Linked DNA regions of Hordeum vulgare: region 2 is linked to region 1. A link is a contact called in public Hi-C data. All regions are on one chromosome and are shown on one strand. The core of a region is the stretch at or near the end of the contact, and the rest is flanking DNA. Distances in the headings are between cores, read along the strand shown. Region 1 holds the start of LOC123446135 (60S acidic ribosomal protein P2B-like). Region 2 holds the start of LOC123446164 (solute carrier family 35 member F2-like).

Region 1 (2,798 bases), core at 190-2,689:
GAGTTGCTTCATATAAGCAAAATCGAGCTAGAATAACATATGGGCAGCACTAAAGTAACTGGAAACCATTGCAAGCTAGAGAAACACTTACGTCATCAGATTCTTCCTTCTCTTCAACCTTCTCCTCCTTCTTTGACTCAGCAGCAGGTGCTGCGGCACCACCAGCTGCAGCAGCTGGAGCTCCCACAGCAATGGCACCCCCACCTGAAGGCACAGCGGCAAACTTCTCCCTTCCAGCTGCAATCACTTCTGTGATGTCCTTACCCTTGAGTTCAGCAAGAAGGAACTTAAGTTTTTCTTCATCAGCCTCAGCCCCAACTGTACAAGAGAACAGAAGTCATTATTTAGTGAAATGATACACAGATGGTATAAAATATTTTCATAAAAATTCCCCAGGTAATAAGCCTTTTTTGCTCTCACATTCTATCAAAGTACCAGATGTTTTGAGATGTAAACTTAATCACAACTAGCAGTAGGTTATTGTACAATTTAAACTTATAATGAATTAAAATTCAATGGACCCCACTGAAAAAATTATTGGATTTGTGTTCAGCAACAAAAGTAGACCATGCCAAATATACCAAACCATAAGAAAAGCTGGAAGCACTGTCTAAGTAAAAGCATCTGAACAACTACAACTTGCACCCAACAAAGTAGAATTACCTGATTCCAGGATGTTCTTGATGTCACCGGCAGTCGGGGAAGAGTTCCCACCCAGGTAGGCGAGCAGGTAGGCAGCGATCATCTTCATCGTGTAAACTACGAATTACCTGAAAACAGAAAGAGGCTTCGATATAAAATCAACAAATAGCAATTATCCCTAACTAAGAAATTTCAGATAGATAAACATTGGAGGGTTCAAGTATAGGGGATTATGCACATAAAAATTTCAATTATGCATTTATGCGTGAAAGGAAACTAATCAACATGACTCAACGGTGCATCTTAGATCCGAGACTTGGAAGCCCGAGGTTTCTTCACTAGAGATATTCAAATTTCGATCTTATGATACGCAATAATCCACGCACGAATAGATCCAAATGACCGGGCGTGTTTGTAAATGGGGAAATCCGAGGTCTAATGGGGGTATTCCTGAAATCTGATGCGAAAGGGCAAGCTAGAGACCTAGCAGAGCAGGAATTAAGCAAAAAACTATACAGCACATATCTAAGACGACCAATCAAGAACACATATCTCTAAATCCTACAAATAATTCCCCTACCAAAGAGACGTAGATACTCGCAGAACTACACAGGTTTCCACTAGGTGACAAGATCGTTGCAGGAGGGCGCTTGGCTACCGCAAAATTGACTGCGAAGAGGATGAGATTGGGGCAAAGCCTACCTCGGAGCTGCACAGGAGAAGCGTGGGGTCGGCGGCGGCGGAGGGTCGAGCGTTCTAGGGTTCTAGCCAAATGAGCCGAACCATTTCGCTTTTATATACGGCCAAGCGGGCCGAATCAGAGACCACTCGGCCTCTCGGAAGGCTCTGGATGGACCGGGATAGTCCCCCGAGGTCCAAACACAAGCCCACGGGCCACAATATCGCAGTTTACGGCTCAGAACCGCAGCACCCAATCAGTCCATATACTCCTAGACTCCTAGTAGTGATAAACAGTAAAATCAAAATTCTATTCGCTCAAAAACAAAATCAACGAAAGTACAGTTATCTCTGAAAAAAATCTACTCCTGGCGATGAACATTAAAATCAAAAGAAATATAAAAATAAAGAATTTTTTGGTACGAAAGATCCACAAGTTTTGCAAGTGTATCAAAAAATCCATGTCAATATGACATCATTCATAGGGGCAATGGACAAAAATAAGAGTTTTAAAAAGGGTTCAGGATTTTTTGTTTTGGCGCACTGGTTGTGTATTTTTGTCCCAGCTCCTCCTATGCCACATTGCCATGAAACTTTGTACGCCCATAGAAAACTTGCTCATCTTTAATGTATAACTATATATTTTGAATTCTTTCGCTATTTTATTTCATTTTATTGTTCAACCGGGATAAGACGTAATCATGTCCAGCTATGGATTTTCGGTCGCGAATCCTCCAGTAAATCAGTTATTGCGAACAGTATCCGGTATTCCCTATTTGACACTCTTTTCTTTAAGAAACTCCTATGTGAAACTCATTGCGTCGAACTTTAGGTAAATCCACATACCGCATGATTTGCCTTTGGGAACCTTCTAGAAGGACACTGTCTGGTTTCTTTTTTGTTCCTTTACTTTTTTTAAATGTTCATAATTATAAAAATGTATTTCTGTTCTTTAAAAATGTCCAAAAGACAAAAAAAACATTTTCAGATTTTTTTATTTACAAAAATGTTTCATATTTTCATAAAATATTCATATTTTATAAAATGCTCACAAGTTCAAAAATTGGTGTTTTTAAATGTATTATGAAAAATGTCACAGTTTTTCAAAATGAGCATATTTTTAAAAAATGTTCGCATTCAGAACATTAGTATTTCAAACAAATTTTAAAATTTTAAAATGTTAGCAATAGTAATTTAGTTCTCTATATCGCCATATGCAATGGTAGGCAGGGTATGACTCGATTCCGACTAACGACAGTTTGCCCGCCCCATGGGCCAGGCCACCCAAGACGCTTTCTGTGCTGCACCCTCCTATTTACCGCAAAGAACATCAAAGATCAGGTCCTGCGGTACTCGCCCTTCCCTAATATTCTCTCTGTTTTTTAATTTTTTTTTTAATATTTTACTAAACATTATATAAGGATTAAAATAAATGAATTTACAATTTAAAATATGTCTATATACATCAGTATGTAGTT
Region 2 (2,859 bases), core at 37-2,536, 340 kb after region 1:
TAGAAGTGGTATTCTACCTGGATCTGCAGAAAATGAAGGTTTTTTTAAGCTGATAAAAGTTGAGAAACGGTTCCAGACTGTAGGGATCATATAGTTAGTTTACATATATATATATATATATATATATATATATATATTTAGGTTTTATTTGGGCGCATCATACAAGTTGTTAGTGCCAGTTTGATATGTTATTCAGCTACCTAAAAAATTAGCATGAATTCAGCAGTAAATTTGGTCTCCTAGACTACTGTACGATCACGATTTTCTTCTGAAGAAAGAGGATATATAAACATGATGCATACCATCAAGAACTTCATCCTGTGCCTACCCAACGCTTGTCACTGAGACTTTAAGTAGCCGGCAATGTAATTTAACTTGTTGGTGTTATAACCCATATATACCTTGCTCATCTGGAGATTTTGCATCTGAAAGGAGCACAAGGCCCAGCCCTGCCACGCAGGTCCCTGCCCCCAGAAATTGCCAGAAAGAATATCTGGTGCCTAGCGCGTACCAGGTGAGTATGATGACCCATACGACGGTCCAGCAATCCAGCAGCGTTACGCTGGTGATGGACGAGTACTGGTACGCCTTGACAACTGAAACACAAGTTTCAGAATCATCACATGCGTACTGCATCTGGTATCTGACCGAAATGCGTATTGCTTGCTTTGTGCTCACCCAGATAGTTCCCCTGGACGTCGACGAAGGCCAGCGCCAAGTACCAGTACCAGGGTATCTGCAGCACGAGAGTGGCGTATAGAGCGAGGTGTGCGAAGCTGAAGGTGCATAAGGCGAGTTCTCATGACTGGATTTCATGCTCACCCGTGGCTTCTGCCGTCGATGCAAGAGGATCGGCACATAAATCAGGGTCAGCAGGAGGTAGGCGAAGAAGGATTGCGTGAGCGGTGCGTTGACCCCTGCATGATACGCACGTAGGTGCGTGCGATGGGTAATTCGTAATTGAGTAGAAAGAAAAGAGGATTCGCAGGTGCTGGTGGGGAAATGATGGGGATCAGGCTGCTGACTACTGAGGAGGCAGTGAGAAGGAGGACGGGTACCGAGATTGGCGAGGAAGGAGGAGGCGAAGCTGGCGGACGCCATGGAGAAGGCGACGAGCTGGCCGAGGAAGAGCACCAGCGGAAGGCGCCATGCGTCCTTGGCCTTGGTCTCCGCGTCCATGGGGCTCTCTCTGTCTGTCTGACTGACCAAGCCTCAGTCAGATTCGCCGAGATGCAGGGGGCAAATTTTATACTGTACGGTTTGCGCAGGGGAAAGGAAAGGAAAGGAAAGGCGGAGCAGATGAGGGGGGGAATGGAAGGTGGACCGGCAGCTGGGCGTCGTGCAAGGTTCGCTGGGCCTCGTGCAGGTGCAGTAAAAACAAACCATGGTTTAGCTGAGGGCAGCATGTGATGTGACCGCGGCATTAATGGTGTTTCACTGCCAAAAAAGAAAGATTGTGTTTTATTGCCCTTGCCCTAAGTTCTTTAAAATTATGTTTTTTTTTTATCTCCCTCGTGCTACCACGCGTCTGGATCCGATCCGATCGGGCATTTTCATATTGTCCTGTTGCAGATATGGGGGTATGGGTATGTGCCCCCTCCATTATCATATTCGCTCTTGCATCCGTCGGAGTAGGACTACTAACTCACGATTCATTGTATTTTTTTTTATCTTGGTTCGGTTCATTGTACTATTTTTTATAGGCCTCGTCTCATGTGCCTGCACTCCATGCAGTCGGTGGTTGCTACACCCTTGCAAATGGACGGACGTGTCCACTTGCGGGGGCGAGGCGGGACTGAAAGGGAGAGAGGATCTGTGATGCAGCCTGTTTGTTGTGTGGTGTGGATTTGTAGCCATGCTGGCACGGTTATAGACCCCATACGAAACCTGTTTTTTGTGTACCGGTTGCCGATGCTCGATACTACTTCAGGCACATCACAGTCACGGATGGCTATCGTGCAGTAAGAGCATCTTTAATGGCTAGTGTATGTGGCAGTCTAAACCAAATATAGACTATCAGAGATTAAAAAACGCCTCCGGCGGCTGGTGTATGAGGTAGTCTAAATTCTACACATTCATCAAATCGCTACCGGTTGTTCACATTTGGACAACCGAGCCATGACCAGCAAACTAGAGTTGTCTGCCACGAGCTCTCTCCCGCTTCCGTTTCTTCAGTTTCGTAGAGAGCAGAGTGACCAGAGAGAGAGAGAGAGAGTGATGGGAGAGCGCGAGCGGCGGCGGCGGATCTGACGCGAGCGGCTGCGTCGTGCGCATGCGCGAGCGAACGTGCGCCAGCGTGTGCTGCGAGCAACCGAGCGGCGGCTGCGTGCGCGAGCGGCGGCGGTTGCGGCTGCGAGTGGCGGCGGTGAGCGCGAGCGAGCGTGCGCCAACGCGTGCTACGAGCAACCGAGCGACGGCGGGCTCTGTATTTGCCGTCGGTTCTGAATTTGCTCCTTTCTGTATCTATATTGCTCGAAATATAGACTATCAAATTTAGACAATCCGTTGGAAAACAGAGGTTGTCTAAATTTTAAAAAATTTAAACCATTGTCTATATGAAGATATAGACTACCAAATTTACACAAGCCACTAGAGATGATCTAAGGTGGCGCGTCCACTCGAACGGTACGTGAAGAGAAAATACACATCGTAGGAGTATACTAGCAAACATGTTCGTATGTAATGGAAGAGTAAATATTTGTTTATTCGAGTCATTATTCTCATATAGCAACCGATCGATGCCGTTTGACATTAAAGATGCCGTTTTTATAAATTAAGTTTATTTAAAAAGTTACATAAATAAAGGCAGGTGAAAGTAGAACATGCCTAAGGATGATAGTTGATCCATTGTAATTATTT

The links. Hi-C and Micro-C count contacts between places; a contact is called where the count stands out from the background.
Region 2: a contact with region 1 is called in a Hi-C map of leaf, with 2.7 times the contacts expected there. The contact joins the promoter of LOC123446164 here to the promoter of LOC123446135 in region 1. A contact is called at or near these places in 1 of 6 Hi-C or Micro-C datasets (leaf) and 1 of 1 datasets of contacts at active chromatin or transcription factors (embryo).

What each region holds. Positions count from the first base shown.
Region 1 is chr1H:468,619,682-468,622,479 of MorexV3_pseudomolecules_assembly, forward strand. LOC123446135 (60S acidic ribosomal protein P2B-like) reads right to left here and starts at 1,440. Exons shown (of 4, transcript XM_045122835.1): 1 at 1,345-1,440; 2 at 664-770; 3 at 92-318. The coding sequence starts at 751.
Region 2 is chr1H:468,955,421-468,958,279 of MorexV3_pseudomolecules_assembly, forward strand. It overlaps LOC123446164 (solute carrier family 35 member F2-like), which reads right to left and starts at 1,287. Exons shown (of 10, transcript XM_045122845.1): 1 at 1,059-1,287; 2 at 823-917; 3 at 679-736; 4 at 402-596; 5 at 1-23. The coding sequence starts at 1,179.